2 separate regions of the Mus musculus genome follow, and region 1 is linked to region 2. Evidence: chromatin contacts called from public Hi-C data. All regions are on one chromosome and are shown on one strand. The core of a region is the stretch at or near the end of the contact, and the rest is flanking DNA. Distances in the headings are between cores, read along the strand shown.

Evidence for each region. Hi-C and Micro-C count contacts between places; a contact is called where the count stands out from the background.
Region 1: a Hi-C map of the N1E-115 cell line shows a contact between it and region 2, with 2.6 times the contacts expected there. The contact joins the enhancer-like site here to the promoter of B3galt1 in region 2. A contact is called at or near these places in 3 of 484 Hi-C or Micro-C datasets (the N1E-115 cell line, cerebral cortex and embryonic fibroblasts) and 4 of 115 datasets of contacts at active chromatin or transcription factors (the 230-238 cell line, embryonic forebrain, embryonic midbrain and 1 more).

What each region holds. Positions count from the first base shown.
Region 1 is chr2:68,007,682-68,013,851 of GRCm38.p6, forward strand. All of the region lies in intron 4 of B3galt1 (UDP-Gal:betaGlcNAc beta 1,3-galactosyltransferase, polypeptide 1), which reads left to right. Among named protein-coding and RNA genes, the nearest start is that of Mir6335, 230 kb to the left of the region's middle. Within about 2 kb of position 4,525, at least 5 of the 459 cell types and tissues checked have an H3K27ac peak or open chromatin away from gene starts, as enhancers often do. A contact at or near this core is called in the N1E-115 cell line, where this site is marked.
Region 2 is chr2:67,564,103-67,570,440 of GRCm38.p6, forward strand. B3galt1 (UDP-Gal:betaGlcNAc beta 1,3-galactosyltransferase, polypeptide 1) reads left to right here and starts at 1,587. Exons shown (of 6, transcript NM_001379327.1): 1 at 1,587-1,932.

The DNA.
Region 1 (6,170 bases), core at 3,275-5,774, 450 kb after region 2:
AGTTCAGGGAGGAGACACAACCACAAGGAGTAGTTACTGCTCAGCTGAATCCACAAAAACTGACAGCAAGCATATGTGTTGGGTGGGAACATGCTTGAGGGACCACAGGAAGTAAGACCATGCAAAGCAAGTAAGGCAGGGTCCAGGAGCCCTGCAGGAACACAGAAACGCGTGCTACGGGGCTTGTTCAGGCACTCGTGTTCTTCCCAGAAGCCCTAATCACTGGGATATTGGATCATTTAATAAGGCGCCTCCAGAGTGTGTGACCATGTTTCTAAGGAGCCAGTCAGGAATAACTCACCAGATACCACTGCAGAGATTGGGAAAGGATATAATGACAACCCAAGATCCAGGCAGGGGAGGACTAAATTGGAGCTGAAGGCATTGTACTCATATGTGCCAGAGCTGTGACAACCTAAAACGAGTTTTTCCTTTATAAAGTCTCATTTATACCTCTGTATGAAAATCAGACACCATGCCTAATACTGTATTGTTCTGTGCGTCTTATCTTCTGGAAGTCATATTGCCTACCCCTTTTGACACATAAGGAACTTTTTCTTGTTGAAAGAGTTTGAGGTGCACAGAAAATTTAACTTGGAAACAGAATCATTTTTGGGACTAAAAGAGGGAACGGATGAGAGCCAAATAGGTATGATGTGCAGTGGGCGTTTCATGTCTTCATGAGTTGTTTCAGTATAGGATGATTTCCAGTGAAAGGAGCAGCACTTTTAACCGTGTGTGTGTGTGTGTGTGTGTGTGTGTGTGTGTTGTGTGTGTTGTGTGTGTGTTGTTGTGTGTGTGCATTCCATATGCAAATACATATATTCAAATGCCAAAGTCATTTCTACAATTTCTGACAAATAAAAAAGTGAGTGCTTGAGGAGGAGCCTACAAAGGCCTTTTACAGGCACAAGAAAACCTGTGTGTATGACTGTTATACCATTTATATATAATTCGTTGGCGATTTTGCAAAAGAGATACATCTGATTTGTTTGTTTGTTTATTTGTTTAATGTAGTGCAGGCTCTACTGTGAATGGAGAATAACTCTTCCCTTCCCACATCCCACTTAGTTGCTTCTCTGAGTAAGATTTGCCTGGCAGAAAAACTACACCGCTGTTCTAAGAAATGAACATAGGCCAGGCGAAAAGATGCTCCAAAGACAAAGAAAAGAAAACCTTTGTCTTAGAATTTCATAGTACTTGGACACCCTGGGATAGAATGTCCCCTGCATCTTTAGCAACTCCTCTTGGGAGTAGAGCTGTAACTGCAGAGGAACCCAGTCTGAGCCAATCAAACTGACATGAGCCACAGTGACACTTAAGTCGCACAGTGCTGACTTTCCCGGACGACGTGAACAGTGACAAACTTCGATGAATGTGCCTAAGTTCCATGTTAGGTCAGCTACCTACCAGCTGATTCTGGTGAGAAAACAATAGCCACGTAAATACCTGTTCAAACTTGGCTCTGCATGCAGACCACTCTGGAGGGTTAGACGGAGAATCTGGAAAAACAATTGCAACAGCATAGCTGGATTTGAAAAGTACGAACCTCTCAAGAGTCCATGCAGAGAGAGAGTCAGGCACCAAACCATGCAGGCCTCTGCCCAGACAGGCTCCAAACCCCAACCATTTTCTCTTCTTGAGGAAATGTGAATTCACTTCCTAAATGCTTTGTCTGGGTTTCAGATAAACCACTGGTTTCATTGTAAGCAAAGTGGGTCAGCAAGCTTCTGAAAGTTGGACTCTCTGTGGCAGTGTTTATTCAACTGTCTCACCACAGACCAGTGTGGGGTCTCCTAGAGAGACCAGTGTGAGGTCTCCTAGAGAAAGGGTCTTGGCTGCGGGGCTGAGGCAGATTCCCCCAGCTCCCATTCGCTTTTCGTCTCCACTCCATTTGCACTATGATAAACTAGATTCCAAAAGTTCTGTGCCTGCTTTATACAATAGGAGATTGGAAATGAAATGAATACTTGAGAACAAAGGCAATAAAGTATGATTATGGCTGCTGGAGGAATGATTTGTTTCAAATGCCAATTGCTTAGAGCAGGGTTTTAGTAAAAAAAATCAAAGAATAAATGGTTACCATATTGGCAACGTATTCTCTTATTGATCTTCTATGGAAATCAGATTTCAGACAGGAAAAAAGCCTGCCACGTGTAAGACCATATTCCAGAGCAAGTGTCTGTGATGAACGATTATCAAGTCTCTTACTGCTTACAGTACATTTTCAGAAGCACCCTGATACTTGGGCTCATAACTTTTTTATGTTACTTGATTTCTAGATTCTATAGGTCAATAAAATTGAAAAGTGAAGGTTTTATGACCCAGAATAAGGTTATGCTGCAGCCAAAGTCTCTTATGTCTGCATTAGTCTAACCTGGGGAGTTTATTTAAAAGAGATTCCCAGAACTTCATCCTCTGACACTTTCCACTCAGAGGTTAAGGAGAGTCTGTGATTCTGTATTTACACTCAATAGTTCATGTACCAGGAGGCTTATTGATGGGGGTTTGAGAAAGAAAAAACACAATAGATGCAACCTGCTTTTGAATCTAAGAAAAAGGACCAGAAAGTTAAGAGGCTTAAAATAGCTAAAAATCAGAGCTGATATCAAGCCTCTGATTCAGCATGCCAGAAATCCTTCTGAAAGAGAGGAAAGGGATAAAAAGAAATATTTGTATGGCTGGGGACCTTACCTTGTTACCTACCTCACCCAAATCACTACAAGTCCACAGCGTAGACTTTCTTTCTTTCCTTCTTTCCTTCTTTCCTTCTTTCCTTCTTTCCTTCTTTCCTGCATCCAGCAGGACAAGGGCAGCATTTTGAGATCAAAATTGCATTATTTCTTCTATTCATTCTATTGCCATCTCCCTGGACCTCTTCTTCTGTCACTCTCTTTCCTTCTGGAGAATTTTGTGTCCCCATATTCTCCATTCCTATGCTCAAAACTCGTATTTCTAATGTAGTTTCTAAATGTAGTTATCTGGACTCTCTCTCTTTCTCTCTCTCTCTCCCTCTCTCTCTCTCTCTCCATATGTACATATATATATGCATGTATGCATATATATGCATGTATATATATTAGATATATAGATATATATTAGATATGTATCCATACATTTATGGCTATGGATATAGATATAGATATAAAGATTTCTTAACAGATTTGGCCATAACATTTCAAGAAATATTTATCTTTTGGAGGACACCGATAATCTTTCAATAGTCTCAACTACTACTGTGGCAGTCCGTGTGACATCATGCTACTATAGGAACCTACATATTCTTGTTTTTCCAGACAAAAGGAGATTATCCATAGGCTAGGCATAGGGATCTTCTCTGAGGCTCTTTGCAGGGACCCTGCTCACATTTAGACCATCCACTTCTACAATTTCACCTCTATGTTTTTTCGATTTTGCACAGCTTAAAGGCACCAACAGGGAAGTCAGGGAGACCACCACTATCATTGTCATGGACAGAGCCTTGAAGGGGCAAAGGGGCAAACATTTGAGCACACGGAATGCTTCCAAGTCTAGTTCTGGCTATTACAAAGAAATGGATTGGCTCCTGTAGACAAGTATTCATGTTGAGTGTACATGTCCATACCACGTGCTAGTAGTAAGCCATGCTAGTTTACACAGAATGGTGTTTCTCAGTGATAGGCTGTGATCAGTGCTGTTCCACGTGGTATTCATCTCTACTTCATTTTGATGCAGCTCTCTAAAATGGCAGTCTTCAGTGGCACAGAAAAGGGATTTGAAATATGCATTGTTTTGCTGGAAACTGAATTAGCAGGTGACTCACCACCTATGGGGGGGGGGGCAGTAGAAGAAAACATTTCACACCACTGCTCTCTGCTGATGTATTCAACCAGAGAATCTCTGCAGAGAGAGAAAGGCGTAATCATTGTGGAATTTACGAGGCAGAAAGGAAAGAAACTGCGTGGATGCCCAAGGAACTCTTGATCAGAATTCATCTGGAAGGAAGAGGCAATTCACTGCACTTACTGCAGAAACTCATGCTCATGGCCTCCTTTCTGCTCTCTTTGTGAGAGTGGAAAATGTCTTTTTCTAATGTCAGAGCACAGTGGATGAGAAGAGTAAACAGAGGGTCTTCTCAGACCCAAATCAGTAGGTTCAGGTCCCATCGTTTCAGCACCCCTCAGCCATCTTGCTTACGACAAAGTCCTTGTTCTCTCAAGCATCCTTCCCGTCTGTAACATGAACTAACAACAGTTATTACCATCCACTCCCTCAGAGGAAGTGATGAGGAAGAATTTATGTTGAAGGAGCCTGGCACACTAGAGCATTCGCCAAGTGGAGCTATCATTAGATGGAAAGAAGTCAGAGGCCTGTTCAGTTGAGTGTAATAACAGGTTGTGTGAACAGCATCTTAGCCTGCCCACCCAGACAGGATCATTAAATTCTAAGCCAGCTCTGTTGTCCCCACGATCATAGGTCTAAAGATATATTACTTCTCCATGCTGCTCGTCGGTGATGTCAGGTTTCTTCCAGTAGATTAGTCACATGCTGGGAAAAGATGAGTGATTAGTCATATGGAAGGTTGTGACCATCTCCCTCATAATCTTAGCACAAGACTGATTGCAATCTGAAAAAGACAAGGGCTTCTTTCCCAGCTAGGCCTTGTGTATCCAGAGGTCAGCCTGGGGTTGATTTGACTTGATTTCCAAGTTGCCTTCTCATCAGATAGTGTAGTTGGCTCGTGAGCATTCGGGATGTGCCTTACAAAGCCAGCCTTCAGTCATACCATGATTCTGTTCCCACAGGGAAGAGGGCACTCCCTGACTCCAGCTCTGGATGTAGGAGCTGCTAGGGGCTCCCTTCCCGTTATTCTCTGCTACAACTAGCTTGCTGCTTGTCCCTTTCTCTACGGAGCTCAAAATACGCAGGGATGGTTTTTTGCTGAATATGATATTAAGAAAATAAGGTTAACTTCTCTTTTAGCAGGGCAGGCAATTGCTGAAATATGCTAATTCAAATAAGAGGAGAACTGTGATAGGTTTTGTCTCTCTTTCTTGCTTGCTTTTTTGGCTTCCCGTTTATGTTCAGTCTATTCCTCTCTCTTCCCTCCTTCCAGCTCTGTCAGATAAAGCCATAAAGAGAGCAGGAAATTACTTCCCAGGAGTCCCTGTGAGCCAGCACTGCGACAGAGCCCAGCCTGTATCAGCACACATAATCCTACCTTATATTCACCCTGTGTATCTCAATCTGCCATGCTAGATTATGCATCAACAGGACCATACAGGTTTTATTCCCAAATTTTAACTCCAAGCCTCCACTCTTCTGTGGTTCATCATCTGGCTTAGGGATGTTCTAAGGTGATGTTAGTAATAGGACACAGGTGGGGACATGAAGGAAATGAGGACATTCAAGGTATACCTCTAAGGTCTCACAACCTGGTGCTTCTTTTAAAAAAAATGTCATAGTGAGGGCCCTCTGGCATTTCTGTAGGCCAAAATATCACCCAGCATTCTCTGTGATTTTGCTGACTCCCCCACTCCCTCACTACTGCCTTCTCTGCCCCCAAATCCCATGACATCACGTCTTCTAGTGTCTCTCCTTCAGCACAATGCTTGGTGATCTCGTTGTTGGTCTCTTATTTTGTTTTCTGTTTGGTTTTAATTTTTATCTTGATATGGATGTCTTCTTTGTATTTCTGAATGCGGTTCAACTGGGCTAACAGGTCTCCTTACTTAGGCTACTCTGTCAAAGAAGCAGGTTTATGTGTGTAAGACAGCTTTTCCAAGGCAGCCTAAGCTCTAAATGTTAAAATGAAAGAGTAAGCTCTCTAAAGATGTTTTCTGTATGGTCACCTAGTTGTGGGCTGGGCCTCTGCCTTAGGTGTGGCCAGTTTGAACATTCTCTCTTTTTCTTCTTTCTTTCTTCTTCTTCTTCTTTTTTTTTTTTTTTTTTTTTTTTTTTTTTTTTTTTTTTGTCATAGATATGCTATTCACTGCCGACTGGTTTTAACACTCCATGCTCCTATTTCCTCCAGTTTCTTATGTGTAAAGTATGGTTTGGTAAAGAGCAGAAAATGGGAAGGAATGCATGAAGCCTGGTAGTTTATAGAGGAAAGAAGCTTGTTCAGGCACAGGGCTCTGGCAATTAGGGGGGAAATCAAGATGATTCATCTTGTTAGGGTCTTGTGCTTT
Region 2 (6,338 bases), core at 337-2,836:
GCCAGTTTGGAAAGGGATGGCCTAGCAAGATGGGTCAACTGGCTGAAGAGGAGGAAGGCACAGAAAACAGCAAAGGTCTGAATATTCTCTATACTGAAAACGTGGTAATAGTAGGCAAGTCTGTTGCGTAGTGAGCATCTTCTTTTTCTAAATGGTAACAAGTCCAAGAAGTTTGTGCATGGCTTGTTCTGGAAATCAAATAATAATTCTCACTCTGTCTGTCTGTCTGTCTGTCTGTCTGTCTGTCTCTCTCTCTCTCTCTCTCTCTCTCTCTCTCCCTCTTTCTTCTCTCTTATTTTTCTCCCTTCCCTCCCTCTCTCCCTCCCTCTCTTCCTTTCTAAAAAGGTAAATGAAGAAAAGAGTGGTGTTGATTGCAAAAACAATCGAGCCCCTTAATAACTAGCAACATGAATAACAGCATAGAAATAAAAAGAAAGGATCATACCGAGTAACAAAGTCATTTTTATCAGAAAATGATGTAGCTATGATTTTTTTCTTTTAAAAACACTCACAAAAAGCATTGTGAGGTGACTTTTACTGTCTCCATTGGAGAACAAGGGTCATTTGGAGACTGTCCCTTTCTTCTACAAGCCTTTGTGTAAACAGTTTTAATTTTGTTTTCCTTGTTTCTAGAAATTAAGTGCGGAAGCTTTTAAGTAGTCCTCTGGGCTGTTTTGATGGCGATTTTGGCATAACTGCACTGGAAAATTAAAATACTCTACAAGGAAAGATTATTAGTGTTTGAGGGAAAGATTAGGACAGGCAAGAAAGGTTTCTGTTTCCGTTTCCTATCAAACATTGTCACTTAATGTTCAGTCACATTCGCACACGAACTCTTAAAGCAAAACCTCTTGGATCAGTTAGGCTTGATGCTCTCCATATGAGTAAATAAAACCAACGTGCAAGGGCTAGGTAATTAACTAGCCTGCTCACACAGTCACTGTTTGGTTTCCTTTGGTTTTGTTTGGTTATTTTCCCGTAGTGGTTGTTCTGCGGGGTTGACGTTTCTATGGAGAGCAAACATGAAAGGTCCACTCTGCAAGGAACTTTGAAAAACGTTCCTCAATGTATCTCCTTCCTTGGACATCTCCAGGCTGATCACTAGTGGAGGTACCACTTTTCAGCTGCCAAACCTAGAAGGACGGGGGCGCTGTCTGGTGACTTTGCTTGCTTCCTTCAAGGCGGCGACCACCTCCAGGGATTCGCTCTCCAGTAGCGCCGCTTCTACTCGGGTCCCAAGACCTCTGCATAGTGATGCCAGGACACTGAACCTCCGTGCCAAGGCTCTGGGGACAGTTACCCGGGAGTGTCGGGTCATGCCAAGATGCTCTTCGAGGGTAGACAAAAAGCGCCCGGGGTCCACATTTGTGGGCCGGGCTTCTTCCCTGTGTCTTGGGCTTGGGCTTCGGGGCCCAAGTCCCCCACCCGTCGCCCCAGCCCTGCCTCCCCCTCCATCCCACACCCCAGCAGCATCCTCTCCCGGAAACAAGCCTGCTGAGCAAAGGCGGAGGCAAACCTTGGGCCTTCCGCTCTGATTGGTCTCCCCCCGCCGCGCGGGGCGAGGCGGCGATTGGCTGCCGGGCGTTGTCAGTCGCCGAGGCCAGAACCGTCGCCGGGGAAGCGCAACCCGGCTCCGGTGCTCCGGCTGCCGCCGCGGCTGCTCGGCTGGTGCAGCTGAGCGAGCCCGCGCGGGCGCCGCTGCCGCCTCCGCCGCCGTCCACCGCGCGCTGCCAGCACCGCGGGGCTTGCAGGAGGCCGCCGGGAGGGGCGGGCGCGCGAGCTGAGCACGAGGAGGCGGAGGCGGGGGAGAAGTGATGCTGGCGCCAGGGATCCGGGCAGCGGCAGCGGAGAATAAGCATCTTCGGGACCCCGGCTGCAGCGTCCCTGTGGCCCGCGGGCCAGCAGAACGGCCAGAGACGGCGCGTCCCGCGGGTAAGGTGCGGCTCTCCAGACCGCCTTGTAATCTTGGGGTGCTTACAAGCTCCTAGTGGCCGGAGCATCCGGACAAGGATGTTTGGGACCTAGACAGCGAGTTCTGCTGCCTGGCCAGGCTGATGCTCGCGCCGGTGCGGCTTCAGCTCCTGCCTTCTGGCTTAGGCAGTGACAGACTTTGACAGCGCGTGGATGGCATTGTGTGTGAGAGAGTGTGGGTATGAGTGTGCGCGCGCACACGCACGAGGTTTGGGGCACTTTGAAAGGAGAGGAGTAGGTCCCCTTTATGTAGACTGATGTCCTTCAAGGATCCGGGCTGGAATGAACAGGATGTTTTGAGCGCGCTGGGACGGAGAACTCGGTGCATTGAAAAGTCTCCTCTGGCATAGAAGGAGCCGGGCAAATTGAACTTTATTGCCTTAATGAAAAGGAGCCCTTGGGTCTAGCGCGCTGGGGGAGAAGCGCATTCACCGAGGCTCCCCAAAGTCTCACTTTACGCCAGGGACTTTGGAGCAGAAAGTAATGGTTGATCAGCCTTGCTGAAGCAAAGAGAAGTTGATAAGGGGCGAGGGCCAGAGGCTAGGCTTGGGGACTGGCCACTTATAGGTGGCAGAAACCCCGCGTGGGAGGCTCAGTTCACTTTTCAGGAGCGCAGATTTGGGGTGAAATGAATTCCACTCCAGAGGACTACGCCTTTGAGCTAAGGTGGTCGCAACTGGACAAATGGGCAGAGGTGGAGTGGTGCTAGTGCGGACATTGGAGGAATGTCCTGGAGCAGGCACTTCCTCCCTCGCAGCCCTGACAGGTGTGTCATCGTGTTTGGGACTGGTGTGTCCTGGGACAGATACTGGGAGAGCGGCTGCGCAGTCAGAAACTTCAAGCCTGCTGGGGTCTGGGCTACCAGACTTGGAACACGTTAATTCAAAGGGAACCAGGTTTTTATATCCAGCTTCTTCCAGGACATATGCTGATTTTTGTTTTTGTTCTTTTTGTTTTTCTTACATGTTCCGTTTTGTAAAGCCATTTCAAGTTCCACTTACACTGCAACCTTTCCGCAGAAGACCAATTATGCTCTGCTATTTCTGAGTAGTGCTCTCAGGCTGAGTCTAGAGCTCGCTGCTCAGGACAGTGATTCCCCCATCCCTGTATAGGACGCACAAACTTAACGTTAGAGACTTTTCTCTGGGATCTATTGTCTCCGTAAGGATCTCTCCTTTCGAAACTTCATGAGATATTTCAGCACCAAGGCACTTTCCCCTCTCTGGCTCAGCCCGGGAAAGACTGTGACCAGAGATGGGATTGCAGGAAGCTGTAGAGGTGGGGAGGGCAGCTCCCCTGCCTGGCAGGGTTGGGAAAACCAAAAACTGGCTCAACACAGGGATCTGGGATCTTGAACTGCCTACACCAATTTCCCTGTTTGAAGCTGGGTTATCTGTTGGGGAATCTAATGGGGATTCTGTTGTCCGACCACTGGACAAATTTCATAGACCACCACCACCACAACAACAATAACAACATGCCAGAGTGAGAAACAGCTTTGCTTGGGCTCCTTTCTGGTTTGCTTGAATAGTGAAAACGAAAGTATGGCACCCCAGAGGAATAGTGTGGGCAGCAAGGAGGGATCTGTGCAAAACCCCCATCTTTGTAGTTTGCAAAACCTAGCTATGTTATTCTAAAAAGAGATGAGCAACTTCCAATAAAGAGGTAGCGGTGTTAATTTTATTTCTGAAGCTTTATTAGAAATTGCTACTGAATATTTGTTTTTAACAGTCATGATTTCTGGCTCCAAAGCCTCTTTTTCTGATATATTTATAAGGTGTATGTTGTTAGATTTGTAGTCAAGATTCACCTGCCTCCAGATGATTTTTTTTAATTATAACAACTTTTAAATTATTACAACATTCAGGACTTTATGGATGTTATTAACATACTAAATGGTTACTTTTAGTTTGTGGGAATTTTTTTTTTACACAAATCTGTGAGCTGACAAAAATATGTCTTTGTCCATGATGGCTTAGTATGAAGGTACTAAGTTTAAAATGTGGTACACATTATTGATAAAAAATTCCAAAGAAACTTAAATCCAAATGAATTAAATAATACCGTCCAATATTAAAGATGGAACTTCTTGGAAGAATTTTAGCATTTGGCTAATAAAGTGCTTTTCATGTTGTTATCAAGTAACTTCTAAGTAGATTGTATTATATATAAGGGTAAGTTGCATGTCTTAGAATACAATAATGTACTTATTTTATGGTGGCCTTTTAAAGGGGGGTTTCTACTTTGAAAAATAATTCCTTTTGGAGAAATAAATTTTAAGAACAATGAGAGTAAATATATTAAAGCTCAGAGAGTGATGTGCATGTCCATAAATTAGGACAGAAGTAGAAGCATGCTTATGTGCAGGCACAGTGACACTGGCCATAAGGGTAGGGAGGAGGAGACAACACCTTTTGTTGGTAGCAATGGGTGGAATAGCTGCTAGTTTCTATAAGCAATTAATGTTCTTCCAAGTCTTCAAATTTACTTCAATTATGGCATGCTTTGCCTCAAGGAAGCCCATGAGCTTAGACTGCCTTATATTCTAGACAAATTTTACTAACTCCACTAAAGGTCAAGTTGTCAAATCTCCAAGCCACCAAATTCTCTCTTGGACATCTATCAAATTTTAATTTTAGCGTTTACTGATTAATTCTTCTAAAAAGGTCACGGTTTGTATGACAAACAGTGCAATAGGTCCCCATTAACTTATGAAACCGAACATGTATGTTAAATAATCAAAATAAGAATGTATTCATAAAATATCATCACAGGAATTATCTTGCAGAAAATTCTTTGGGGGGGGGTGAAGTCAATCTTTTTCTAAAACTAAGAATTTTAGCAGAGTTGCAAATCCCAACCAGTAGTAAATCAGAAAGTTATTTTTATCCTATCATTGTTTGACTATCCTTATCTCTTTTCATGCCTGCATGCTTGTGTGTGCTACACACACACATACACACACATACACATACACATACACCCACACATACACACATACATACACACACACATACACACACACATAGACACACACATACACACACACACACATACACACACACATACACATACACCCACACACACATGCTAGGAGAAATATGACTGCAACACATTTGAAACATATTTACAAGTCCATTTTGTAGGATAATTATTATTCATTTGGCAATATTGTCAACCCTTTTAGTAATCTGTTATTGATTATGATGCTGTCTTAGTCAAGTAAATTTTAGTAAATTGTACTTTGTTCCTATTGTGTGGGTGAATGTTGTTGCAGGTGTTAGCACTTTATCATGGAATAAAGACGGAGACAACTGCCATTCTGTGCTATTTCAGATAAATAGATCATGATGAAAAATAACAAGGAAAACTAGTATCTTGATCTTCTACCAACATGTATTTTCTACACCCTTACTCAGTCTTTTTCCATTTACTTACCTCTTAGACCAACACACACTGATTCATGTATCCTTATCAAGGACTTGAATTAGTGTTGAGCTATCAATCAGTCATAAACCTAAACCCAGGATTGTGAGTCTTGAAGCTCTGTACGAAGCCCGCAAGAGCATGCACTGACCATGAGTGAGAATGGAGCCACCAAGACAATCAATTAATGGAAGGAAAAGCAATTTATCCCTTAAAATGTTGAATTCATTCAGGCATGGTGGCACATACTTGTAACCTTAGCCTTCCTTCAGGAACCTGAGGCAGGAGGATTGTGAATCCTTAGCTCAAGAAAAAAAAAATCGTGAATCAGCTGGTTGTGGTGGTGCATGCCATTAATCCCAGCACTTGGGAGGGAGAGGCAGGCGGATTTCTGAGTTCAAGGCCACGCCGGTCTACAAAGTGAGTTCCAGGACAGCCAGGGCAATACAGAGAAACCCTGTCTCGAAAAACAAAAACAAAAACAAAAACAAAAACAAAAACAAAAACAAAACAAAACAAAAAAATCATCAATCAACCCAGAATATGTTTCAGAGGAATTAACATATGAAACATTTGACTGTTAGTATAATTAATTTAGACCAATAGCCTTTAAAGGGTATTTATAACTATTGAAATTCAACTTACATATAAAACGTCTTCCAAGGGCATCAAGTGATTTGGTAATGGATTCAAAGGCATAATTTTAATGAAGAAATTCTTCTTTGTTGATCACGACAAATCCATGGCCTTTGTAAACACCAATCACAAGCCCTGGATTGGGGGTGTGTGTGTCAATGTTGCCATTAAAATTATCATCAGTAAAATACTTATGGTTTGATTTTCTGTTAATAAATGCCAAAACCAACTGGAAACCTTCTAGAAAAGTTTGTCTTTAGTTAGTTAAAAATTAGGTTGGTTATCTGGCCAGTTCAACTACAAAT